Regions from separate parts of the Mus musculus genome. Here regions 2, 3, 4, 5, 6 and 7 are each linked to region 1. Evidence: chromatin contacts called from public HiChIP or PLAC-seq and promoter capture Hi-C data. All regions are on one chromosome and are shown on one strand. The core of a region is the stretch at or near the end of the contact, and the rest is flanking DNA. Distances in the headings are between cores, read along the strand shown. Region 1 holds the start of Smarca4 (SWI/SNF related, matrix associated, actin dependent regulator of chromatin, subfamily a, member 4). Region 2 holds the start of S1pr2 (sphingosine-1-phosphate receptor 2). Region 3 holds the start of Dnmt1 (DNA methyltransferase (cytosine-5) 1). Region 4 holds the start of Zfp810 (zinc finger protein 810). Region 5 holds the start of Mrpl4 (mitochondrial ribosomal protein L4). Region 6 holds the start of Anln (anillin, actin binding protein). Region 7 holds the start of Angptl6 (angiopoietin-like 6).

Region 1 (3,763 bases), core at 428-2,927:
TTAAAAAATAAAAAATAATAAATAAATAAAAATAAAACATAAGTGGCCTTAAGGGCTTTGCTAATGCAAGAGTTTAATCCCAGTACTCAGAGGGCAGAGGCGGCCAATCTGTGTGAATTTGAGGGCAGCCGGTAACAGAGTTCTAGGACAGCCAGGACTATACAGTGAGAACAGAAGGGGGCCAGGAGAATCAAAACAAACCCAAAACTTCTTAATGAATTAATACACATGCAGGCCAAGGAGAAACGTCCCCATATTTACTGCCCATTCCCCTACCAGACATGTAACACAAAGTAAAAGATTCAACTATCTGCTGGACCAGTCAAGAACAAAGAACAGGGCAGGAAGCCTGGCTGAACATCATCCCAGCACTTGGGAGGTGGAGGCAGCAAAGTGAGGATGAAGCCAGCCTGGTCTACATGAGGAGCTGGATGTCAGCCTAGGTTATAAGAGTCTGTCTTCAAAATCAGAATAATGATGATGTAGGAACGATTTGCCTAGTTCTTCCCAATCCTAACAGCGAAAGTAATTCCCTTGTACAAAGGAGGAAACCAAGAGGTTTGGCGAGATTAGCGATTTCGCCTAAGGCCACACAGCAAGCTGACAGCAGCCGGCGCTGGGCATCAAACTCAAAGGCTGTCTGTCAGTTCAAACAAAAACTTGTTTCTAGTTCCTGAGGAGTCACTGGAGGTAAAAGGGATCAAGTAGATGTCTTCGGACCCGCACAAAACACTTGCCTTCGGTGTTTTAAAATAAAAAACCCTATCTTAAAAACTGGGAAGGGCCAAGGGACTCAAAAGAAAAACAATGCCGCCGAGAGCAAACGTCCCCAGGCATCTTTCACTTTTTAGGCAAACATTTTGAAGCCATGGAAGAAATTCTTTATTTTTCCTTCAAAATCTGCAATAATGAAATTTATCAAAAAAAAAAATAATAAACATGAAGAAAGTAAGGTCTGGAGACCGAAGAGGGCTCATGACTGTGTCCAAGCTACACTGGGCATCAATAACTGAGGTAAAAATGTTGCTCCCGACGCCCGACCACAGGGCATTGGGATCCCACCCGTTACAAACGAGGCCAGAAAAGCCCACGACACCTAGCCACTGTTCAAAGTTGGGGTCCACAGAAATTAAAGTGGGGGATCTGGATCTCTGAAACGCCAAAGGGAAGAAGCTTTGTCCAAGACCCTACGAGAACGCGCGCGCGGCCTTCACGCGGCCCAGAGCCACCCGCCTCGCCGGCCACAGTCAGGAAGCCGCCGCGGTCTCGCTGCACTGCGGCCTGAGACGCGCGCGCAGGGCTTCTTGACCCTCAGGCGCCGCCGTACCGCGACCCCGCTTTGGTCGCCCAGCTGCCCCCTCCCCCTCCCGGCGCCTCCGCTTCATTCAAACCGTCTTGCCCAAGCCCCGGGAGCCTGGTTCCGCCCGGGAGCCTCCATTCCTTACCTGGAGGTAACGGCGCCGTAACCTTCCTGGCGCCGCCCCCAACCCTCCACGAGGGGTCGGGGACAGAGTGGGCGTCTCGCTTCTCCTCAGGAAACAAAGAAGCCGTCTCCGCCGCTGCCAAGCGAGTGGGAAAGCCTCGCGCGCGCGCCCGCTGGGCTTCGCCAGGCCACCCCCCCCCACCGCACGCGCCCGCCGCGCGCCCCCGCCTCCCTGTCTACCCGCTCCACTTGCCCTGCTTCCGCTGCCCGGCCGGCCTCGTGCGCGCGCCAGCCCACCCTTCCGCTCTCTGCGCGCATGCTCAGCCATTCGCTGTGCGCACGCGTACTAGTCCTTTGAGGGCGCGAGGAGGTGGGCGGGCCCAGAGGCTGCACAAGATCCTGGTGCACCGCCCCTGTGGGGGGCTCGGGGCGGCTCTGCGCAAGCGCACATCTACCTCCCAGGCACGAAACTGGGCCTCAAGCCGGGAGGCATGCGCAGTGGGGGTAGCACTGCGGCGACGCTTAAAGGTTGGGGGAGGGGGTGGGTGGTCCAGATGGGAGATAGTAAGGATGAAATTAAAGTCCTCAGGCTCGGAGCAGTTGGAGCACCCAGGGAGGAAAGAGAAGCGGAGAGATGGCCAAGCTATCCCAGGACCGGCAGAGCCCACGCGGTGCTAAGTGCAGGCCCGGGAAACGCTTTGATCCTGGTTCTGGCGCTGCCCTGCCTGCTCTGCAAGACTCTGCCCTGGCCACATTTCCTGCAGAACCTGCTGAGGCCCAGTAATTAGCTTTACAAATATTTATTGAGCTGCTATCGGCTACTTGCTGCCCTCTATTACAGTCTGTGGGGAGGCAACCGAATGAATAAGTAAAATACAGAGTGTGAGGTAGAAACAGCCATATTCACAATTTAACTTCTGATTTCCAAGAAAGCCATTAGCCTTGGAGCATAGAACTCTGTCCAAATCTGTAGATTCATGCCTCTGGTTGAGTTTTTAAAATATTTGGTAGTGTTCGGGAGGCAGAGGCAGGTGGATCTCTTGAGTTTGTTACCAAGGTGTTACTTGTTTTTGTTGTGTGTCTTTATGGTTTGTTTGTTTGTTTGTTTGTTTGTTTTTATTTTTTTGGTTTTTCGAGACAGGGTTTCTCTGTGTAGCCCTGGCTGTCCTGGAACTCACTCTGTAGACCAGACTGGCCTCGAACTCAAGAAATCCGCCTGCCTCTGCCTCCCGAGTGCTGGGATTAAAGGCGTGCGCCACCACGCCCGGCTGTCTTTAGTTTTTTAAGACGGGTTTTCTTTGTGTAGCCGTGGCTGTCCTGGCACTTGCTCTAGACTAAGCTGGCCTCGAACTCAGACATCTTCCTTCCTGAGTGCTGCATGCATGTACCAATCCAGCTTGGTCTTTTACATAGTGAGGTTCCAGGGCAGCCATGGATACAAAGTGAGACCTTCTCTAAGTAAACAAACAAAAGGGTGTTTTCTGCCACAAAGAACAAAAAAGAATGTTTCAGGCCATTAAATCACTGGCCTGCTACTGCCTCTTAAACGCTAGGGTTACAGACCCAAGATACCAAGACTGGCAAACTATCATGGTATTTTCGCTTGGTTGTTTTGTTTTGTTTTTGTTTTTCGAGGACAGAGTTTCTTTGTGTAGCTCTGGCTGACCTGGAACTGGATCCTGAGACCAGGGTGACCTCGAACTGACATCTACCTGCCTCTGCTTCCCCACCACCACCCCCCACCCCACCCCACCCCCAACACACACAGCTCAGTTCTGGTTTTCAGGTTTATTTTCAGCCGGAGTTTAGTGGCATTTGTCCTTAATCTCACCAAGCTGATCTTTGTTTGTGGCCAACTTTATCCACATAGTGAGTTCCAGGCCTGCCAAGGTTACATAATGAGATTTTCTCAAAAAAATAAATTTTCTCAAAAAAATAAATTTTGGTGACTGGATAGGTGGCTCAGCAGTTAAGAGCACTTGCCCTTGCAGAGGACCTCCATTCCGTTCCCAACACTTCTCGGGGGCCAGAACTGCTTCCAACTCAGGAGCTTCGCCTGAGTACTAGGAATACTAGAATATTCTCTCTCTCTCTCTCTCTCTCTCTCTCTCTCTCTCTCTCTCTCTCTCTCTCTCCCCTCTCTCTGTCTCCAGAGTGCCATAATTAAAGGCATGTGCTACCAGTACCAGCCATACTAGATTTTTAATTTTTTTAATATATTTTTAAATTGTTTTCTTTTTTTTTTTTCTTTTTTGAGACAGGGTTTCCCTGTGCAGTCCTGGCTGTCCTGGAACTCACTCTGTAGACCAAGCTGGCCTCAACTCGGAAAGCCACCTGCCT
Region 2 (3,550 bases), core at 308-2,807, 640 kb after region 1:
AGCCGCCTGCCTCCATAAACATCTCAATGCCGACATAAGGCACAATGTTAAACACAGCAAGGGAAACACTGTTCGCTCTTAGGGAGCTTATGTTTGGGTGTGCAATTTACACTTTTGTGTGTTTATTTTTTTTTGTTTTTAATTATGTGTAATTGTGGGTATGTGCATGTGTGTACACGGGCCCTTGAGGCTGAAAGGGTCAGATCCCCTGGGGCTGGACTCAGAAGTTGTCAGGTCTGTGGGTGCTGGGACATTCTGTTCTCTGCAAGAGCAGGAAGTGCTCTTGACCATTAGAGGCACCTCTTTAGCGCCTTTTAAAAATTTATTAATTTTAACTTTATACCCATGTGCGTGCATGCACGTGGGTGTGTACATGTACGTGGGTGTGTGCATGTGCCTCAGCAGCAGGCCTTGGAGGTCACAGGACAACTTGCAGGAATTGGTTCTCAATTTCCACCTTGTGGGTCCCAGGCAAGGCCTTACCCACTGACAACTCACAGCCTCCTGGAACTCACTCTGTAGACCAGGCTGGCCTTGAACTCAGAAATTCGCCTGCCTCTGCCTCCCGAGTGCTGGGATTAAAGGCGTGCACCACCACGCCCGGTTTTGTTATTCTTTTTTAAATGCATTTATTATTATTGTACATGTATCAGTGAATGAATGTAGGTGCAGCAATGCCAGTGTGCCCTGTGGAGGTCAGAGGCCAACTTTGCTTCCAGGGACTGACCTCAGGTCAGGCTTCCAGACAAGCCCTTTCCCCTCCCTGCCTAGTGGAGCTGGACAGCTGACCTTCTGTCACTCACTCTAATTTTGGATTTTTTTTTCACCCTGAGTTGTTTGGAGGGAAGGAGCCAACAGGATCATGTGATCCAGATTGGCCTTGAACTCTAAAACAAACCTCCTGCTTCTACTTCACAAGTTTGGAATTAGAGGCCCAAGCCACCATTCCATATTTTTGCAGTGTTGAGGATGCATGCTAGGCAAACACTCAACCACCTGCCTCCACATCCCTGCCTGTTGTTTTTCAGAAAGGGTCTTGAGCAGGCAGTGGCTTAAGGTTGCTAAGAGGACCCTGAACTCCTGATCTTCCCACCTCCCAGGTGGCAGATGCTGGAATGACAGGCATATGTGCCACAAAGCCCAGTTGGATCTGGGAGTTCTTACCAAGTCTTCTGTTTGGGGGGCTGGGTATGATACAGTGTAGGAATTTATTTCTTGTAGAAACACATAGTAGGTGCTTAATCTTGAATTGCTGAGTTCTCACATAGTAGGTAAGTGTGATTTCCTCCATTTCCAGGTCCCAAGCATTAGCCTGGCGCTAAGCCAAATGGAATACAGTTGTTTCAGTACTAGGTCACCTGGGTTAAGAGAGCTGTGACGTCACGCGGCCGTGACATCATGCCACGGCAGTTCTCACGAGTGGGGGTTGGGAGGAGCAGGGCAGGAGTGTGTGTGTGGGGGTGTGGACAAAGGGGCCCTGCTCTTCCCCCGTGCGCGCCCTGGCTAACTGGCGGGCCACATCTGGAATTCATTGCAAGTCGCCGCCGGAAAGAGGAGGAGAGGAGGGCGGGGCGAGCAGGGAGTTGGGGCCGGAGGCAGCGGCTCTGCCCGCCTCTCTCTTGTCCTGGGTCCCCAACTCCGGGACATAGACCGAGCACAGCCAACAGTCTCCAAAACCAACCACTGGCTGTCCCGGGGCGCAGACGCCAAGGCCACTCAGGCCAGGGCAGGGACCCCGGCCGGCCTAGCCAGGTGAGCGCGCGGGGCAGAGGGGAGGTTCCGATCTGGGCGGCCGCGGTTCACGGAGACCCTGAGATCCCAGCTGGGGGGCCCGGTCCGGGGTCAGGCGCTCGTACAGGCGTTGCACGCGCTGCTCCAGGCTCTGCTGCACCGAGGGAACAGATCATCTACCATGCGCCCCTGCCCACTACTCCAGGCAGCTCGCCACCTACTCAGTGGCGCACCCCCAGACTGAGCTCCCCGCCTTCCTTCGGGCAGGAAGTTGGCGCTGAAGAGAAAGGCGGAATCCGAGCGCTTTGAGCTGGAGACTTTGCAAGACTGGATGGGGGTTCTCAGGAAGCAGGGTTTGGGGCAGTGAGGTTGTTGGGGAGAGGTGCAGCATCCCTTCTTCTCTGTCTCCGGCTAGGATGAAAGGTGCTACGGACGAGCGAGCGGGGAAAGCTTTCAGAGTTCATGGGCGGGGTCCCCGGCGAAGGCCGTCGCCCCACCGCCTGTGAGACTAGTTTTTTGCCTCAGTTTCCAGTTAGTTGCCCCTCTCTTTCAGTCTCTCTTTCGGAAGAATCACTTTGTATCGAAGGAAAGGGACATTAACTGCAAAGTCCAGGTGTCTCCTTTTCCTAGCTCAGGGATGGGGCGTAGGAGTGAAGGAAGGCACGCGTGGCGTGGAGTCCGCGTTGTCGCGGGCTACACGGCGTTGGGACCTCGCCCCCCTCTAGAGCATGGGTTGACTCACCCGGGGATTTCCACCTCCCCACCCCCGTCCCTATCCTTGTTGTTAGATGCCCGAGGCGACACCCGCAGAGCCTACTGTCCCCTGCGGGGCAACATGGGAGCATCACTGAGGGGGGGGGAGGGAATGAAGTAGCTGTAGTTACTCTCTCCAGTGCCCCAGGAATCTGGATGTGGGGGGCCTCTGGTGGGGTGCAGAAATGTGGCCACCCCCTGTTGCTTTGTGCAGGATAGGGACATCCTGCGCGCGTGTCGGGGTCTCAGGAGAGAGAGATGGCGCCGCCCCAGCGCAAGCGAGTGTGGATACCACGCATTCCTCGGCCTGATAAGGAGCTGGAGAGTGCTGCCTGAGCCAGGCGGGTCTTACTGTCGCCAAGGAGACGCGCCCGGCTTCAGCTTCCTATAGTGGTAGGGTAGGGGTGCTGCCAGGAGATGTCCCCATGCTTTGCATGCGAACGAGCCCCCCAATTTCAGGCTCTTTCATTCATTCATGCGCCTGCCTCGCTTGCACCAAGCAAGAGAGGCTGAGGGTGAACTTGGTAGCTGGCCTCACACGATACTGTGGAAAACAAGATCATTTCCGATGATAAAGTCAGATGCTCTGATAGAAATTAGGGGTGGGCTGTGCTGGGTAAAATGCCTTATTTCTTTAATCCCAGTGCTCAGGAGACTGAGTTAAGGGGCATCTTTGTGAACTCAAGGCCAACCTGATCTACGAAATGAGTTTCTGGTCAACCCGGATTACACAGTAAGACCCTGTCCCAAAAACAAAACAAAAAGAGAAGATAGTTCCTGAAGGCCTAGACAGTGACAGTCGAATGAAATCCAAAGATAAGATAGTCTGCCGGAAAAAGTGTTTGTGTGGGGGTGGGGAGGGGGTCTGTAGGATATACCAGAGGCAACTACAGCAGGTTTCGACCTCAAATGGGCCTTGGGAGGTTAGTGTATGCCTGGGCCCTAGGGAGCCATAGAGATTGTGGCGATGGGAGGTGAGGATAAAAGTTCTGAGCTCTCCGGCAGTTCTCCCTTGCAAGTTTGGTGGGCAGCAGACATGCATAAGGGGCTACCACAAGCAACCAAA
Region 3 (3,548 bases), core at 10-2,509, 660 kb after region 1:
GTTAATATTCTGCTGTTGAACTGTATATTCTAAATCCTTCCATACCATGTGGAAGGTAAATAGAAAATATCATTTCTCTGCGATCTGCTTTTTTTTTTTTTATTAAACCCAGATGGCAGAAGTGGTTCCTGGCCTTACCACTATACTACTTCATTGGTATATTGGTCCAGTTCACTTCTGAATTATCTTTTTAAGGAGGTGATTTCAGCTCTGATAGATGAAGCCACTGAGGAAGAGTCCAGATGGTGTGCTCATGGTCGTTTTAGAGGACAAGGGGGTGAAGATGGGGTTAGACGGGAGGCCTTTTGTTTAAGGGTTCATGTATTTCTTACCAAAATGGTAACAAAAGATGAGCAGAAGGGGAGGGGGATAGAGTTATGCCTATAGTTTCTCCTTCTGAAGATGTAAGTTCCAGAAATATGGATCATGGACATATAGTTAGACACTACAGAACCACACATTTCATCTTCCAGTGAAGATGGTAGTTACAGTGGGGCATACCCATAAATCCATCACTCAAGACCAGAGAGAGGCAGGAGGTCTGAACTTTAAGATCAACCATATTATCTATTGTATAGATAGTAAAGTCAAGCCTATCTTGGGTTAAAAAATTGTTGGTGCATTTAAGAGCAGTGTCCACAGCGGCCTTCCCCTGGAAGTGGAGTTACAGGGCTTCGAGTGGCTGGATGTGGGTGGGTGCTCTCCAGGGAGGAAGCTAGCCACTGCGCAGACAAGCCCACTTTTGTTTGTTTTGTTTTGAGACTGGCTTTCTCTGTGTGGCTCTGGCTGTCCTAGAACTCCACTGTATAGACTTGGCTGACCTCAAACTGAGATCTGCCTGCCTCTGCCTCCTTAGTGTAAGGGACTGCAGGCATGCGCCACCACCGCCTACCTTTTTCCTTTTTCAAGAAGATTTTGTTTTTAGACCAGGCTCAATACACAGAGATCCTCTGGCTTTTGCATTCTGAGTGCTGGAATCAAATGCATGCATGCCACAGCCTCTGCCAGACTCAAAAGATTTTTTTTTTTTTAAAGTTGTGTTTGTGCATGTGAGTGCAATGCCCATAGAGGCCAGAAGAGGCTGTAGGACCCCCTGGAAGTGGAATTACAGGGGCTTGGAGCGGCTGGATGCGGGTGCTGGCAAGCAAACCAGAGTCATCCTCTGCAAGAGCAGCACTACCTGCTCTCAAGTGCCGAGCCACCTCTTCAGGCAAGGGGGAGGTGGGTGGCGCCAGTCGCAGCACGGACGAGCCCACTATAGCCAGGAGGTGTGGGTGCCTCCGTTGCGCGCATGCGCACTCCCTTCGGGCATAGCATGGTCTTCCCCCACTCTCTTGCCCTGTGTGGTACATGCTGCTTCCGCTTGCGCCGCCCCCTCCCAATTGGTTTCCGCGCGCGCGAAAAAGCCGGGGTCTCGTTCAGAGCTGTTCTGTCGTCTGCAACCTGCAAGATGCCAGCGCGAACAGCTCCAGCCCGAGTGCCTGCGCTTGCCTCCCCGGCAGGCTCGCTCCCGGACCATGTCCGCAGGCGGTAGGTGCCACGCAGGGTGGGGGTGAGGGGCGGGACCGATGCCGAGGCATATATTGGGGGTATCTCCGGGTGGCCCTGCGGCCGCTGACAGCCAGGGCGCGCATGCGCGGGGCAGCGTTTGGCGCGGGCTGTGCTTCCTGTCGCGCGTGCCCTTAGCTGTTGGCGCCAAAATGGGTGGGGGCCGGGGTGCTGGCAAGCCCATTGACTGGGAGCTTGAGGGAGCAAGGGGATCAGCCCTCTGAAATAGAACAAGCTTGGGGACACCCTCAGGGGTTCCCCTCTTTGGTCAGCCAGGCTCCTGGGTGTGCAGGAAGTGCCCCTCTCCCGGCCTGTGGACACCCTGAAGCCCCCACTCCGCTCCAGCCTCCACTTCCGGTGCCCTGCAGATCCCGCCGCGCCCACCCGAGGGTCCCTCCGCCGGTTCCCCTGGCCCTGGTTCAGAAGGGCCCTCCTTCCCAGCCCCGCTGTCAAGTCCTAGGACCTTTTCTCTCTCATCCTGCCGGGCCGGGCCTGGGCAGCTTGAAGCCCTCGTGGGATTTTGTTTTGTTTTCATCCTAACGTAAAGGAGCTCCTGCGATCCTGGAGCTATCAAAGAGACTCTGCCTGGAAAGAGCTGGTGCTGCAGAATGGGCCCTCCACTTTGGCAGTGACATAACTCTGTCCCGAGATCCCAGAGCAATCGAGGAAACCTTTAACTCCATTCAAAGTGTTTATCAGGGGGAAGGAAAGATGAATGGTAGTGAGATGTCTCGGCCCCCGCCCTATTATTTTAGCCCCTGTAAACCAGTTCTTTCGGTCCTGGCGCCATCGAGGAAGCTTTTTACATTGTCCAGTGTTTATTTCGAGGAGTGAGGGATGGCAGGTAAAGTCCCCCATTTCAGTGCATATGAATCCCCCCTCTCCCCCCCCCCTCCCCAAGCAATCAAGGAAGACCTGGGTAATGGGCCCTCCACTAGTACCTTCCACGCCTCCATGAGGACGGCTGTGTGCAAGGATTGGCGGGAACACTGGATCCCGCTTCCTGTTCCAGAAGGGCATCGTCAATCCGTTCATTCCTGAAAGCTTGTCCCGCGCGTCATTGAGCATTAGTCATAGGTGCCCTGCTAGTGCTGGACACATCCCAACCCGATTCTGAGTCTGCTTTTGCTATCCCGGGGGTTAGTTTACTGGGGTGATGCCAGGCCGATTCCCATTTGAGCTTTGGGGGATAAAGTGGGAGAAGCGGCTGAATTCCCCTTGTCAAACACCCCTGCCCCCAGCTCGCCCCCAGGGTTGGACCTGAAGCTCTGTACTGAGCTACACCTTCAGCCCTTTCACTTGTATTGGAGACTGGCCTGGGATTCTCTCTCTCTCTCTCTGCCTGTGTCTTCTCAGTGCTGGGATTACTGACATGTGCCATCATGATGGTTTGGGTTCGTTTTTTGAATGCTTGTTTTTTGATTGTATAGGCATAAAAATCTGAAGCCTTTGTGAGACACCTCAACAGATTTCTTTTTACTACCAAAAAATACATACATAATTAAAGTATTTGGTTTTTTAAAGTTAGACAGTCTGTAACCTGCCTTTCTGTCTTTTGTCTTTCCTGTTCTCGGGTTGGTTGGTTTACCTGTGTATGCTTTGTTTTCATTTCCAGGAAGGGATTCCTGTAGGCCAAGCTAGCCTCCGGCTGGCCGTCTAACCCAGGCTAGCCTTGGTCTTTTGTATCTACCCAAGTGCTGGGATTACAGGAATGTGACACTGTGCCTAGCTTAGCTTTTCTTGATTTAGAAAAACTTACTAGCAAAATATCTACAGTATGAGATTTGAGAGGTACCTGCATTTGGGAGGATAGTCCAGGAGCTGAGTAGGCCTCGAGGTAGCTTCCGTCCATGCTGCTATTCTGTATTTAAATGGCAGTTTGTTTAAATAGAAGTGTGCATAGTTCCTCTGGATATATAAAATATAGTATCTTCAACATTTGGATTGTAAGTCTTTAAGTGTGTATGTGGGTCTATGCTACAGCTTGTGTGGCAGTCAGG
Region 4 (3,998 bases), core at 1,059-3,558, 690 kb before region 1:
AGAAAACACAACCCAAGGGGGTAGGGAGTGTGTCATTGGAAAATACCGAAAATACCAGTGAAAACTCACAAGGCGAAACTCCCTGCTTCTCAAGATTGTTCTCAGGATTTTAATCTAACTTTTGTGGTCAGCCAGGTCTTGGAACAGGGTCAATGAACCAGTTGGTGTAAGCATCTGTTCTGTGGTTAGTCAAGTTCCTGGAACAGAGTCATTGAACTGGCTAACTTACATTCTTGGCTCTACTCTGTTTGCTAGGGGGTCAGGATTTTTTCCTGGTCTTTCAATTACAGCATCTCAGTTCTGTGTGGTAGAAAACAATACTGCATAGATTAAAAAAAAAAAACCAACAACAAAACTTAAAACAAATTCAGGGCACACCCCTGCGTTTGCCTATATTGCTTCAAGGCAAAATCCCATCCCCAATAAACATCATCTGTAGTAATGCCATTTGCATTCATAAAAACAAGTTTCAAATCCAATTTTGTCAGTGTTGGAAAGCATACAATGTCTACAAATAGTCAGGAATGGAAGCAATCTGTATCCATGTGGGATTAATTCATATGTTTCAATTTTTCCCACCATGAGAAATGAAAACATATCATGGCTTTTTGAATGGTTGTTTTTATAATCCATTTCATTACTTTTGATTTCTTTATGTGAATATTACAACATTTTTATTTAGATTTCTGAGGACATATCTAATATGAAAGCTGGGGACAGGCCATCAGGGGAAGGAGGAGAACCTCACTTTAAGACATTTTATAATTTGTCCCCCACTTTATTTGTATCAGACACTGGGGTTTTAGGGGATTGCTGCCCATTTCAAAGCACAGCCTTTCGCCTCAAAAGAGCAAAGTTGGAAAGAATGTGCATGGAATTTATAAAGCTGGTCGAATACTTCCCATTTGTGTAAGATATACCTAAAAATAACTCATAAGATGATATAACCAAGGGATCAGGAACTAGACACATCTCTGACAGGCAGACAGACAGAAAAGGGGACCTTAAAGAACAAAAATGGCAAATTTCTGGCTTTTTCCTCACCCCATCCCCCACTCCCCCCACCTCTACTCTGGCTGCAATGACCCATTTCTGGATGCTCAAGGCCAGACAGGGATTTGTTTACCTATAGCTATGGGCCTATCAGATACTCTTCTTTGTAACTGACCAATCCTAAACTAGGGAAAGGGGGACTCATGGTTAGCCTCCAAAATATTTCAAAACCCAAGGGGAAAAAGTGTTGTCCTTTTTCTGCTTCGGTCTGGATGTGCCTGGCTATGTTTGTGTGCTTTGTTTGTTTGTTTTTTAGAGACAGGATCTCTCTGTGTATCCCTGGTTCTTGGAACACTCTATAGGCCAAGCTGGCCTCGAACTGAGAAATCTGCCTGCCTCTGCCTCCTGAGTGATAGGATTAAAGACATGCGCCGCCACCACCCGGCGGTGCTTTTTAACTTTTATTAAAATTTGATACCTGTTGCTGCTACCTACTGTGTCTGAGGTTTTTATTTATTTATTTATTTATTTATTTTTTTTTTTTTAAAAGATTTATTTATTATATGTAAGTACACTGTAGCTGTCTTCAGACACTCCAGAAGAGGGAGTCAGATCTCGTTACGGATGGTTGTGAGCCACCATGTGGTTGCTGGGATTTGAACTCTGGACCTTCGGAAGAGCAGTCGGGTGCTCTTACCCACTGAGCCATCTCACCAGCCCTATTTTTTATTTTTTGTTTGTTGGTTTGGTTTGGTTTTTTGAGACAGGGTTTCTCTGTGTAGCCCTGGCTGTCCTGGAACTCACTCTGTAGACCAGGCTGGCCTCGAACTCAGAAATCCACCTGCCTCTGCCTCCCAAGTGCTGGGATTAAAGGCGTGCGCCACCACTGTCGGGCCAGATTATTTTCCTGTTGCTACCTGCGGTGCTGGTCCTGTCTCACTTCTTTAATTGGCAAAGGAGATTGAACTCGATCCAGACCCTAGGACGATATCTCCGCCCTTTGTACAAGGCTAAATGCAAGCGTTCAGGTGGCGGTGGGCTCTTGCACAGGATGCCATACCTCAGGATACCTGCGGAGCGAGAAGTTGTCATTTTTAAACGGTGGGAATAAAGTTGGCTTGCTTTATGCACTCATGGATTGGTGCCAGCTTCTGTCAGTCAGGTCTGAGCCGGATGAGAACTGAAACCCTGTCCAATCGAAGGCGCCGGGGTGAGAAACGCGCAATCGGGCGCATAGACAAAGGGAAGGGGGCGGGCTTTGGCGGTCCGGCCTTTGTCTCTGACGTGACAGCATACCACCATCTTGGGATCTGGAGCCGGTGTCCCAGGTTCGGGGGACTCTGTCGGTACCGGCACGGGTCTGCGCCGCGCAGCGAGGACGCGGGGTGTCTCGACTCCGCCATGGTGAGCGCGGCGTCCCCGCGGAGCCGGCGGCTGCAGAGTCCGAAGCCCGAGCCCTCCGCACCCCAGCTGTGGGGTGGGGGCTGGGCCCCCCGAGTGTCCTGTCGCGTCCCTGGTCCTCGCGTGGGGACTCGAGTCCCGCCGCTGTGCTCTCCCTGGCTGGGATACTGGAGCGCAGGTCACGGTCCTTGGACCGAAGTCCCCCGCGGGGTTTGGGGCTTGCGGCACATTCTTGCAACCAGCTGTTCTGAAAGGACTTGTGTCAGCTGGACAGTGCCAGCAACCGACCCCCCAGGTTACCTGGCCCCAGTGAAGGGTTGCCCCAGGATTTTCCTGGCCCCGCGACTCTGCACGACCCAGCCCCATCACCTTCAGCCCTGTATGCCCCTTGCTCTGTGGCTTGTTTCTGAATTTCAGGATCGCACTGAAGGGTGTTCTTAACTGTACTGATTTTAGTATTTAGTTTTTAACTGTACTGATTTTAGACGCTAGTCCCTTGATTTCTCACCTTTTCCCCTCAGGGCATGTATTTTCTTGGGTCCCGTTCTCTAGGGCATGGGTTGGAATCTGAGTACCTACCTATTCTCTGAATACCTTACGTTCTCTGTGATGGAGCCTAGGAAATGCATACTAGGGAAGTGGCTCTGTCGCCAGCCCAGCCCCCACAGAACAGGAATGTCAATGCCTTGGGCTGAGAATCTAGGTGTCCAGGTTTCTTCCCAGAGGCAAAAAAAGAATTGAAGACCTAGGGACCGAGAAAGTAGAGAAAGGTAAACCCCTCACCTCTGCAGAGGTGACAACAAGCATCTCTTGAAGCAGAAAGCCGCCTGGCAGGCGGAGGGGAGGGATGGATCTCCCTGAGCACATGAACCAGCACTCTGCTTCCCTGGCCGTCTTTCTTTCCCCACCTCTGTTTGCATTTCTCTGTTGGCTGTTCTATGAAGCCTAGAGCCAATAGCTCTCCTTGCTGCGACTCTCAACCCTAAGTAGAGATGGGATAGAGGCTCTCTGGACACTTTACTGAATGGTAAGTTGAGGCCAGGGAATGGTTCTAAGTATGAATGACTTCCTCAGTGCCTGTCACTGGTCAGCCAGGGTAGTCATAGAACTCAGAAGTTGGTGTCTACTAGACTCAAGGAGACTCCCAAAGGGATGGGAGAGACAGTGTTTGCCAATACCCCTATAGTCTCAGAGGATGAATGAAGAACTGAGGAGTCTGTAGGAGGGATGTAGGCCTGAGAAAGGGTGTGATGGAGGAAGGCAGGGTGTGATGGAGGAAATAAGGGCCTGAGGGAGGAGGTGAGGGCCTGAGGGTGGAAACCAGGACCTGAGAGAGGAGGTGACAATCTGAGGGAGGAGGCCAGAGCCTGAGGGAGGAGGCCAGGGCCTGAGGGAGGAAGTAAGGGTCTGAGGGAGAGGATGCCTCAATCTGAGAAAGAGTTGATGGAAAGGGATTTGAGGATGGGACAACTGAAAAGAGATCTGATCCTGAAGATCAGCTCTGAGGGAGGACTCAGGTTTGAGGAGATGTGAAGAGTGAAGGCAAAGACAGACCGGATAGAAAGGAGAAACCTTAAGGCAAATGGGAAGAGAAAGGAAGCCCC
Region 5 (3,985 bases), core at 1,476-3,975, 610 kb after region 1:
GCCCTTGATTTCCAACTCAGTTGAGACAGGTTCTCTTGCTTGTTGATGCTCTACTGGCCAGCCTTGGAGCTTCTTGGGGCTCTCCTGTCTTCCCCTCCCCTCTCCATGCATGTGCTGTGATCACAGACACACTCCACCACAATCACTTTATGTGGGTTCTAAGGTCCAAACTCAGGGATTCACACTTGTGTGGCACATACCCCCTAAGCTGTCTCCTCAGCCCTTTAGAATATATTTACTCAAGTAGATGTAAATATTTTGTCATCTCAGTAGTTAACACTAGCTGTTTTTTAAGTGTACAGTGGTCAAATGCTACTGGGACCTGTGTGGAGCAGTATGTTGAACAAAAGCAATTCTGTAGGCCAGTGAGACAGTTCAGTGGGTAAAGGCACTTGCAGTAAAGCCAGACTTGTGTATGCACACATGCATACATGTATACATGGAACACACATGCCATACACACACACATACACATGTAAAGAGGAAACCAGCTCATTCAAGTTGTCCTTACTGCCACATATACAAGTTTTCCCTCACCACCAAAAGGCTAAAATATTAAACAAAAAACCCAAGCTCATCATGGAGATGGTAAAAAGTAAGTTGCAGCCTGGCATGATATTATGCCCACCTTTAACCCCAGCACTTAGGAAGCAGACAGGAGGATCCCTGTGTGCTCAAGACCATCTTGGTCTACATGAGCTCCAAGACAGCCAGGGCTACATAGTGAAACCCTGTCTTGAAAAACAAAACAAAACAAAACAAACAAACAAAATGAGTTTCCTGGTTATGAGCATGTGTGTCCCACCTGTATATATAAGTATGTATCTTTGCCTGGCACCCACAAAGCCAGGACAGGGCATCGGTTCCTACAGAACTGTAGTTACAACTGGTTCTAAGTAGCCACACAGATGCTTACATCCTGTCTCAGCCTCTCCTATGCTGCTATTACAGACAAATGCTGAAAAATCTGGCCTTCTTAGATGTCATTTTTTTTAAATCATGTTAATAGAATTTACTTACTTTTTTAAATGATTATTTATTCATCTTATGCATATGAGCACACTGTAGCTGTCTTCAGACACACCAGAACAGGGCATCAGATTCCATTACAGATAGTTGTGAGCCACCACCATGTGGTTGCTGGGAATTGAACTCAGGACCTCTGGAAAGCAGTTAGTGAGCCATCTCTCCAGTACTTAGTATTTTTATTTTTATTTTATTTTATTTTTTTTAAAGATTTATTTATTTATTATATGTAAGTACACTGTAGCTGTCTTCAGACACTCCAGAAGAGGGCATCAGATCTCATTACGGGTGGTTGTGAGCCACCATGTGGTTGCTGGGATTTGAACTTCGGACCTTCGGAAGAGCAGTCGGGTGCTCTTACCCACTGAGCCATCTCACCAGCCCAGTATTTTTATTTTTACTTATGGTGTCATGTAGCCCAGACTGGTCTGGAACTCACTATGCAACCTTGACCATTAATTTCTTGATTCTCTTATTTCCACCTCTACAGTGCTGGTGGGGTTAGAGGTGTGGGTTACCAGGACATGTGTATGCTATAGAAGGGAACCCAGGACAAGGTGCATGCAGGCAAGCCCTCTAACAGTGCACACCTCCAGCCCTAATAAAAAACACTTCTAGAGAATTTTCTCTGTTGTGGATTAATCTACCTAGTCGTCACACAACTTCTTTTGTTGTTGTTGTTGTTGTTGTTTTTGTTTTTGTTTTTTGAGACAGGGTTTCTCTGTGTAGCCCTGGCTGTCCTGGAACTCACTTTGTAGACCAGGCTGGCCTCGAACTCAGAAATCTGCCTGCCTCTATCTCCCAAGTGCTGGGATTAAAGGCATGAGCCACCACCACCCGGCTGTCACCTAACTTCTTGAGGTCTGACAAAACGGAGACCCAAGCACAAGAGAGCAAGGCAGGATGTAATAGGTCAGGGTGACAGCAGGGTTGAGTCATTCGCCTTCCAGCCCTGTAGCAGCGAAACTGATCACCCCTTTTGTCAAGTGGAGAAACCACGGCAAGTTCCTCCCATTGCACCCTGCACTCACCGAGGCGCCGTTGCAAACACGTCGGGGTGCAGCTCCGCCAGGCCGATGCGCTCCTGCTCAAAGCCTCGGAGAGACTCGACCCAGGCTTGCACCGGACGCCGGTGCACTGGGATCCGGAGCTCACACTTGCGCAAAACAGGATCTAGGAGACCTGGCGGGGGGTGACAAATGAGCGGTCAAGGGTCAGGATCAAAGCTCAGTACCTTCTGTGCTATCTCCCCCCACTCTGTGTGTCAAGGTCCCGGTCGTCTCACCAGCGCTATCTCGCGGCTCTGAAATCTCGGCCGGCCGCTCCGCGCCTTCCGCTAGAGAGTGGATGACCTGGAAAATGACAGGCGGGAGTTAGAGGTGCTCTCGGAGGTTCTCAACCTTTGACCTCCGGCCTTGACCTCAGCTCAGTGCCCTACCCGGGAGCCAGAGAGTCGAAGCGAGGCCCGGGAAGCGGCCTGGAACAACCGCAGCATCTCGGAGGACCTCTCGCAGCGCCGAGGTCGCTGCGGTACGGACGCTCGCGGCGGTGGCTGATGACGTCGTATGTGCGCCGGGTACGTCACGAAGGCGATTCCGCCGCCATCAGCGCCAGGTCCCGAAGCCTGAGGCTGTGGATCAGCTCCACTTGACAGCCGGAAGCCCCGACACCGGAGAGCCAGAGCCGGGTGCCGGGAAGCAAACCCCAGAGACGCGGTTCTCTTTTAACCAATGAACCTCAAGTATTGATGGAGGGTCCGCCCATACCTGGGCGGTACCTGGCTAATAAGCGTTTATCTTTTTTATTGAACGTGGATGAGCCTCCTGCTACACTGCGTATTTTGCCTACATTTTTTTCCTGTGTCTTTCTCTCCCTTTACCATTATTGATATGAATTGACTTTTGTCTTTTAGAGTAAGGGTCTCACTCCTGACTCACCCTATGCAGCGCAGGGCGACCTCGAACTCAGAGAGATCCACATGATTCTGATTCCTGAGTACTGAGACTAAAGATGTGTGCTGGGCTGGGCCGTGGTGTTGCATGATTTTAATTCTAGCACTCAGAAGCAACACTGCAATTCGAGGCCAGCCTGGTCTATATAGTACATAGTGACTTCAGAGTGAGACCCTGTCTGGAAATTAAGAAAAAAATTTTAAAGGTGTGTGCCATGTCCATGTCATGTGGCTATTTTTCGCTTTTTCAATATATATGTATTTTAATTTTTTACTTTTAAGAAATATTTTATTTATTTTATACATATAAGTGCTCTGTTTGCATGCCTGAAGAGAGCATCAGATCCCATTATAGGTGGCTATGAGCCACCATGTGGTTGCTGGGAATCGAACTCGGGAAGAGCAGACAGTGCTCTTAACCACAGAGCTATCTCTCCAGCTCCTATTTTAGTTTTCTTAATTTATTTTTGTGTTTGAGTGTGGAAGTAAGAAGACAACTCAAGGGAGTTGCGATTTCCTTTCACTCTGTGGATAGAACTCAGGCCATCCAGTTTGGTGGCAAGCCACCTAACCAGCTGAGCCATCTCAAACGCCATCCTATTCTTTTGTAAACAAGGCTTCTCTGTGTAGCCAAGGATGACCTTGAGTTCAGAGTCTCCCTGTCTGGCTTCCGGAGGTCTGGATTGCTGGTTGTCTGCACCGCTATGCTTACATGACCAGGTGAATCTAATTTTATCTGATCTTCCCTCCCCCTCTCTTTGGTGTGTGAAGGGGTCTGATTTGGCTGGCCTTGAACTCTGTGTAGTCAAGAGTAACCTTGAATTTCTGATTCTTTTTTTTTTTTTTTTTTTTTGAGACAGGGTTTCTCTGTGTAGCCCTGGCTGTCCTGGAACTCACTCTGTAGACCAGGCTGGCTTCGAACTCAGAAATCCGCCTGCCTCTGCCTCCCGAGTGCTGGGATTAAAGGCATGCGCCACCATGCCCGGCTGAATTTCTGATTCTTCTGCC
Region 6 (3,507 bases), core at 767-3,266, 770 kb before region 1:
AAGATTTATCTATCTATCTATCTATCTATCTATCTATCTATCTATCTATTTATTTATTTATTATATGTAAGTACACTGTAGCTATCTTCAGGCGCACCAGAGAGGGCATCAGATCTCATTATGGGTGGTTGTGAGCCACCATGTGGTTGCTGGGATTTGAACTTTGAACCTTTGGAAGAGTAGTCGGGTGCTCTTACCCACTGAGCCATCTCACCAGCCTGATTTTTTTTTTTTAAATGAGAAAAGTTATTCCAGCTTATAAGCTTAAGAAAGAACTGCTATGGGTCAGAGACTCACACAGAAATGTTAGGAGACAACTGCAGTGGTCTAGGGGTGTGCTCTTGAATCTGTAGCATGGCTTCTGGGATAGACCAGCTTCATACATGGGAGCTATTGTACTGGTGGGTGCTGCTATCCTTATTACCACTATGATCAAGACATTAATGAAAGGTCAACGCTACAGGGCGTGGTAGTAGGAAAAAAAACCTACAAGTTTAGAGTAGCAATACTGCTTTATCCATGCTAGCTAGAATCAAATTGTTTACAATGAAACCAAGGATTACAGAGGCAACAGCCCGAAGGCACAACGGCTACATAAATTTCCAATGACTCATTCCCAAGACTGACCTACACAGCCACACCCCAAGTACCCACACCCCTTTTCCTGTTCAGTGCTTGAAAAAAAATTCAGGCATCCGTTCCCTTTGGTTTATAGGTAGCAAATTCTAACAACCCCACACACCACACACTTAAACAAAGCTCCTTCCATTTTCTATCATTTCACAGCTCCAAGGCACCAAGGAAATTTATTATTCTTGTTATACTGTGGTCCCAAGGATCTGAATTCTTAGAAGTTGCTCTTAAAGAAGTTCTTATTCCATGCCCCAAATTCAGTTTATTACAATCTATACATTTTTAAATTCTTTATTACTTAGAAAAACATCATTAATTTATTTCCTGTGTGTGTGTGTGCAGGTCAGAGGACAATTTGCTGGAACTGGTTCTGGGTCTAGAATTCAGGTCCCAAGACTTGGTAGCAAGCGCCCTCATAGCTAGCATGTGCTCTGTCGCTGGCCCCAAGCTTCCTATTTTTATTTAGCTTTGATTCTGGACTTGACCCTTCAACACTTTCAGTTTTTCTGTTCAATAAGCACAGTTGATCCTGTTATGGACTCATTTAGGACACAGAGACTCAACCATAAACCTTGCTACCATACATCTGTTTTACACAATCTCGTAAGGACTTTAGCTCTCACAGCACCAACCTAGGCACAGAGATTTTGGTGCTTTGTCGACCTTTTGACGTATAAAGGCAAACAGTTCTACTACCAGAGGTTTGGCAACCCATCTTTTTAGACACATTCTTGGAAAGCCTAGCAGAATGTCAAATGGTAAGACACTGTGAGGGTCTCCAAAAGACCCTCCCAGGAAGAGGAAAAGGAAAGTCAGATTAAAAGTTACTCGTGCAATAGTTTGTCCTGCTTTCTGCCTGTTAAACGGGAACTTTTATTAAATATGGACTTTCCGATTGTCCCTTCTCTCAAAGTGTTCTCACTGCTGGCTTTGGGTAGTTGACTGGGATTTAAAACCGAAGGGTCTGTTACTGTCATCTCTTTTCCCCACCAAACAAAGAACTAGTCACTGGCTGAGAGTGTGGGGACCCGCCAGAGTGGTCTCTCAGGAGGTCAAGCTGGCTGTCTAGTCCCACTTCTGGTGGCAGGATCAGGCCCAAAGGCCAGAGGGCCGGACCGGGTTCGTAAGGCCCACGGAGGAAGAAGGCAGGGCGGCGGGAGCTGACAGAGTCAGGAAGGGACCCGCTACGGCGTGCGTGGGTGCGTGCGGGATGGCAGGGCCCTCTCCCTAGGCAGTTCAACGGCAGAACCGTCTCCACCCAAGCGGAGGAGAGAGAGCAGTGCTCGCAGCTCCGGACCAGTCCCAACTTGGCCGCATCACGTGACCTAGCTCAGGGGCGGGGGCAAGCGGCCCGCCCGGCCCCGCCCACCCCGCGCGCATGCGTGTCGTCCGGGGCGCTGAAATTCAAATTTTGAACGGCCGTGGTAGCCTACCGACTCCGTGGGTGCGGAGGGCAGAGCCGACTGGGTGTGAGAGCGCCCGCCGCCTCGACTGCAGTCCTCCTCCAGGAGCTGCGCCGAGCCTGCACTCACTTCTTTCCTCTTCCTGAGTTTGAACCGTCGGACCCACCGTCTAGCCGTCCACTGGTGAGGCCTGGGGCGATGGACCCGTTTACCGAGGTGAGAGACTCTGCGGGCGCTGTGAACCATGACCCCTGCCGACTCCGGGACCCCCGCCCGCGCTGTCAGCCTGCGGCCAGCGTGGCGCGTGCGCACAGCGAGCGTGCAGCCGGACGGAAGCCGCGGGGTCGCAGCCGCCCCGGCTTCGCTGCTCCGTCCCTGGCTCTGGGGAAGGCAGGGCCTCAAAAACCCCATGCAAACCCCGAGCTCTGTAGTCGTTTAGCCTTCCTCCACTCCCCCAAGTGCTGGCTCGGGGTGTGAGCGCCTGGGCGCTCTGGCTTGAGCCTGCCCCCCCGGCTCCCGGGACTTAAAGCACGCTTCCCTCCATCCTTCATCCGTCTTGCTGTGACCCGGGAGAGTGCCGCTCAGGGGCCTAGTGGGACAAGCCCTGCCCTAAAGCTGGAATAGTTGGCAGGGTGGAGTCGGCCCAGTGACTCGTACTGTGTGCTTGGAATCTGATGGAAGTGATAAAGGACTTCACAGGCCCAGAGGAGCTTGAGCGCTTAAGAATCCTGTGATGAAACCACCGAAGTCTAAATGAGCAGGTGCTTTAGCCTGGCGTCCTTCATAAGTCACGGCTCTACTAACTTTAGAAAGAAAGTCTCATGCACAGGGTTGATACTGGTTGAAAGGAAACAGGGCTTATAGTTACCTCAGCGTGTACAAAACAAAATTATAAGTGTATGCTGTAGGGTTGGTACACCTCAGTGTTTATGTAGCGTATCATTTCAACAATGCTTTCCTCATCTCTTCCTTGGAAATAAGGTCTAGATTCCGTTGTTAATCTTATTATTTATGCCTAGTTTTAGCTTCACGTTGCAGCTGTACACCGACATTCAGGATTGCGTGTTGCTGTTGGCCCATTCTTTTATTGCAGGACAGTTCCTCTTTTTCTTTTGCTTCAAGCTGTTCTTTAAATTTCAAGACTTGTGAGTTTTGTAAAGTGGGCATACAGTGTTTCTGTACTACATTGAAAAATGTCGTAGAGGATAGTAATAATTTATTTTGGGTAGTGTAGTTAACAATTCCATAAGCTAAGCCCAAGATACTAGTTAAGGATTTCAACAATTAAAGATTTCAACTTGACAGTTATGCTGCCCCACACACCCTGTGCTCCGTTTGAAGTTCTCAGTTATCTTGAGGAAAACAACATTTTGATAACGTTAGAATTTCTAATAGAGGACTGGAGAGATGGCTCAGCTGCCAAGAGCACTGGCTTCTCTTCCAGAGAACCTAGGTTCAATTCCCAGCACCC
Region 7 (3,540 bases), core at 736-3,235, 740 kb after region 1:
GTATTCAGAGACGGGCAACTTTCCTCATGCACAGACCAACCTAAGACACGGGACCCCGTGGCGATAGGGTTACCCTATGACAGGAAAGGACTGACCTGTCATAGGGTAACCTGTCATTCCTGGAGGAATGACCTAAGACAGGAGCCACAATAGATGGACATGACTGCAGAGGCCTAGACCAGCCTCAAATTTTAATAAAATAAAAAGGGGGAGATGTGGAGAGCCGTGCCATGAGCAATCGCCATTATAAAATGGCACTGGCTTCCACTGCGCCTAACTAGTTAACAAGCCTTATGCGCAAGTGCAAGAGTGAACTCACGCCTATCACTGCCCATCTCGCAGTGTAGTAATGGGGTGATGGGCGAGCAACGAATCAGGAGCTGTCACACCACATCAGGTGCTGAAACGTCACGCTGTGGGCTATACAAGCAGCGCCATTTCCCCGGTTCGGGGTCTTCCCTCCTGATAAGTAAGCAATAAAAGCTTTGCCGCAGAAGATTCTGGTTGCAGGATTGGGGGCAGGGTGTGCCAGGTTGGGACTGAGGGATGCTGGGAGAACTTAGAAGCCAGGTCTGAGCTGGGCAGTGGTGGCGCACGCCTCTAATACCAGCACTCAGGAGGCAGAGGCAGGCGGATTTCTGAGTTTGAGGCCAGCCTGGTCTACAAAGTGAGTTCCAGGACAGCCAGGGCTACACAGAGAAACCCTGTCTTGAAAAACCAAAGAAACAAAAAAGAAAGAAAGAAAAAAAAAGAAGCCAGGTCTGCTTTGGTATGCAAAACATGTGCATGCTCGCGTGTGTGTGTGCACACACACACACTGTCCCCTGTCCCAGGGTCTGAAGCCAAACAAAAAGGTCACTCCTCTGCTTCCTGCTTATGTGTAGCATGCAAGCTCTCAGCTACTGCTCCAGGATCATGTTTGTCTATCTGTCTGTCTGCTGCCATGCTCCCTGTCATAATGGTTATAGACTCACCCTCTGAAACTGTAACCAGGCCCCCAATTAAATGCTTTCTTGTATAAGTTGGTCATGGTGTCTCTTCACAGCAGAAGAACCATGACTAAGACAAGGATCTAAAGCAAAGAGCCTCGGACAGCTCCAAAACTTGCTGGGTAGCATATGGACAGAAACATCTTGTCTGACAAGAAAGCCAACATAGTAATGAGAGCATCTGCAGGCAGGAGCCAGGAGAAGACTAACGACTAATAAGTCAACATAAAACAACCCTCAGATAAAATCTTCCTCCGCAATGTTCCCTTTTGTGTCCTCTAACATTCCAAGCCCCCTGCCCCTCGTACAATCTCCATTTCTCTAGTAAAGGACTGCCTGCTCTGTTGAGCTGATGCTGGCTTTTATTTCCATGTTGCCTTCATCAGTTCCGATCTAACACCCACTCCCACTCCCTTTTAAGACAGGGGCTCACTGGCTGGCTTGGAACTCACAGAGCTCCAACTGCTGCTGCCTCCCAGGTACTGTGATTAAGTCTGTGCTACCACATCCTAAGGTTTTGTTTCTTCTGGCAATATTGGGTACCAAGGACTTTGTAAGTGTCCTACTACTGAGCTACACCCCCAGCCCCTCACTGGGGGATTCTAGGCAGGGGCTCACACCTCTACTGGCTGCTGGGGTTAAATGAGAAAGTTTTACCCCTTTAAGGGTGTCCCCAGCGCCAGGCATCAGGGTACTCACTGATACATCATCATTGTCATGGTTGTCTGAGTCTGGAGCCCACAAGTCTACCAGGGCCTAGGGCCTCCCATGCTCTGTGAGCCTGAGAGAAAGGAAGAGACTCGTAGGGCAGTGGCCTCTGTTATCATGCTCCGGAGGCCTGGGCAAGGGGATCTGGCTATTCTGCCCAGGGTTCTCACACTGGAAATACTAAATATTTACACTTGCTGTGCTCCCAGGCTCCATCCATGCTCTGGGGGATGGGTGGTTTCCAAGTCTTCTCTCGGCTTCTGTCTTTTCAGTCTCCTGCACCCAGATACTCACCCAGAAGGACTCCCGGTCCTTCGTCCTGGTCCTTCAGGCCTTCCTCAGATTTTGTGGAATTGCCGCAAACCTCACTGGAGCCAGCGTCTGGGCTGTGAGAGGTGAGAGTGGGTAGGAGTGGATGTAGGTAGATGCTGTTTGTAGAGTGCATCTGGTCTTGATTGTGTGTGTACGGGTGTGTATGTATGTTGTCTATGTATGTGCATGTATATGTATGTGCGTATGTATGTATGTGTATGTGTGTGTGTGTGTGTATACGTTGTGTGTGGGGGGGCACAGGGAGGCTCCCAGGTCTCTCATTTACTCCAAGCTTGCCAACGAAGGCGGCCACATGTGCCCAAGACTGCCCAGTGCTTGGGAGCTGACGCCTGATGAGCAGCCACTGTAGTTGATGTACCTTGCCTCTAGCTCAGAAGTTTCCACGGCTCTCTCACTTCCCTTCTATGCCACCCCACAGGCCTCTTTGCTATGTCTTCTTTTCAGCACATCTGAAATGAGATCCAATTCCAGGACCTTTGCACTTGTGGTTTCTTCTGAGCAGGTCCAAGTGTGTGCCCGAGTGCCTGGGAGTGGTGGCATAGGGCCCTGGGTGTGAATTCTGCAGGGCAGGAGTGGGGAGTCACGAATATTAACCTGGTATGGTGGCACACACAAGCCATCTAGGGATGAAGAGGCCCAGGCAGTAGCATCCTAACCTAGTTCGGTAACAGACTGGGCTACTAGTGACACCATGTCTCAAATTAGAAAAGAGGGGCCCAGCATGAGTGATGGATGTTCCATCCCCTGCACGCCCCGCCCCCCACGCAAAATGGAAGTTTTCTCTTTAAGTGGGGGCCACCGAAGGTTCTGAGGGGAGAGGTGACCAGGTCCAAGTGTCCGGAACCGAGGATGGAGAGGGATTTGGGGTGTAAAATGATTCTGGTTGTTGTATGAACTGTGGTAAACGGACAATCTGCGCTGCGAGCTGCAGCCCAGCTCTGTTGTGGAGTACAACCGTAGGAAGTGACGCCCAGGGATCAATACTTTAGCTCTCCTTGGCTACCTTGGAGCTTTGGGACCCGTCTAGGCTAAAACAGTAGTCTCTTTCCTCTTCACTGCAGGTGACGGCCATGGGGACCGCCAGGCTACGCAAGCTGCAACTGCTGCTTCTGCTGGGCGCTTGGAGGGCGCTCGGAGGTGCCGCGCGTTGCCGCGTCACCCTAGTTTTGTCCCCGCAGAAGGCAACTAGCGCCGTCTGCAGGAGCTCAGAAGCCACCCAAGACAGCGAACTGGCCACGCTGCGCATGCGCCTGGGTCGCCACGAGGAGCTGCTGCGCGCGCTGCAAAGGCGTGCGGCGGAGGGTGGTGCGCTCGCGGACGAGGTGCGCGCACTGCGCGAGCACAGTCTCACCCTGAACACGCGCCTGGGCCAGCTGCGCGCGCAATTGCAGCAGGAGGCGAGGGCGGAGCCTGACCTGGGGGCGGAGCCTGCTGCTGCACTTGGTTTGCTAGCCGAGCGCGCGCTGGACGCTGAGGCCGAAGCGCGCCGGACGACGGCACGCCTGCAGCA

Evidence for each region. Promoter capture Hi-C pulls out the DNA fragments that hold promoters and counts their contacts. HiChIP or PLAC-seq counts read pairs in DNA pulled down with a chosen protein or histone mark. Capture Hi-C pulls out chosen DNA fragments and counts their contacts.
Region 2: a promoter capture Hi-C map of liver shows a contact between it and region 1. The contact joins the promoter of S1pr2 here to the promoter of Smarca4 in region 1. A contact is called at or near these places in 9 of 39 promoter capture datasets (the C10 cell line, cranial neural crest, embryonic stem cells and 5 more) and 1 of 9 other capture datasets (liver).
Region 3: a contact with region 1 is called in a promoter capture Hi-C map of liver, with 5 times the contacts expected there. The contact joins the promoter of Dnmt1 here to the promoter of Smarca4 in region 1. A contact is called at or near these places in 1 of 39 promoter capture datasets (liver) and 1 of 9 other capture datasets (liver).
Region 4: a contact with region 1 is called in a promoter capture Hi-C map of adipose tissue. The contact joins the promoter of Zfp810 here to the promoter of Smarca4 in region 1. A contact is called at or near these places in 2 of 115 datasets of contacts at active chromatin or transcription factors (microglia and pro-B cells) and 1 of 9 other capture datasets (adipose tissue).
Region 5: a contact with region 1 is called in a promoter capture Hi-C map of liver, with 2.8 times the contacts expected there. The contact joins the promoter of Mrpl4 here to the promoter of Smarca4 in region 1. A contact is called at or near these places in 1 of 484 Hi-C or Micro-C datasets (CD8 T cells) and 1 of 9 other capture datasets (liver).
Region 6: a contact with region 1 is called in an H3K4me3 HiChIP or PLAC-seq map of bone marrow-derived macrophages, with 4 times the contacts expected there. The contact joins the promoter of Anln here to the promoter of Smarca4 in region 1. A contact is called at or near these places in 3 of 115 datasets of contacts at active chromatin or transcription factors (the 230-238 cell line, bone marrow-derived macrophages and embryonic stem cells).
Region 7: a contact with region 1 is called in a promoter capture Hi-C map of liver, with 4 times the contacts expected there. The contact joins the promoter of Angptl6 here to the promoter of Smarca4 in region 1. A contact is called at or near these places in 4 of 39 promoter capture datasets (liver, neutrophils and pre-B cells), 1 of 484 Hi-C or Micro-C datasets (CD8 T cells), 3 of 115 datasets of contacts at active chromatin or transcription factors (bone marrow-derived macrophages, memory CD8 T cells and regulatory T cells) and 1 of 9 other capture datasets (liver).

What each region holds. Positions count from the first base shown.
Region 1 is chr9:21,614,083-21,617,845 of GRCm38.p6, reverse strand. It overlaps Smarca4 (SWI/SNF related, matrix associated, actin dependent regulator of chromatin, subfamily a, member 4), which reads right to left and starts at 1,677. Exons shown (of 34, transcript NM_001174078.1): 1 at 1,446-1,677.
Region 2 is chr9:20,974,800-20,978,349 of GRCm38.p6, reverse strand. It overlaps S1pr2 (sphingosine-1-phosphate receptor 2), which reads left to right and starts at 1,557. Exons shown (of 2, transcript NM_010333.4): 1 at 1,557-1,752.
Region 3 is chr9:20,950,690-20,954,237 of GRCm38.p6, reverse strand. Dnmt1 (DNA methyltransferase (cytosine-5) 1) reads left to right here and starts at 1,259. Exons shown (of 39, transcript NM_001199431.1): 1 at 1,259-1,530. The coding sequence starts at 1,451.
Region 4 is chr9:22,305,948-22,309,945 of GRCm38.p6, reverse strand. It overlaps Zfp810 (zinc finger protein 810), which reads left to right and starts at 2,308. Exons shown (of 8, transcript NM_145612.2): 1 at 2,308-2,397.
Region 5 is chr9:21,001,477-21,005,461 of GRCm38.p6, reverse strand. It overlaps Mrpl4 (mitochondrial ribosomal protein L4), which reads right to left and starts at 2,725. Exons shown (of 9, transcript NM_023167.2): 1 at 2,465-2,725; 2 at 2,312-2,378; 3 at 2,058-2,208. The coding sequence starts at 2,521.
Region 6 is chr9:22,387,715-22,391,221 of GRCm38.p6, reverse strand. Anln (anillin, actin binding protein) reads left to right here and starts at 2,016. Exons shown (of 24, transcript NM_028390.3): 1 at 2,016-2,252. The coding sequence starts at 2,235. It also overlaps a transcript of 9530077C05Rik not described here.
Region 7 is chr9:20,878,155-20,881,694 of GRCm38.p6, reverse strand. Angptl6 (angiopoietin-like 6) reads left to right here and starts at 1,985. Exons shown (of 6, transcript NM_145154.2): 1 at 1,985-2,092; 2 at 3,092-3,540. The coding sequence starts at 3,101.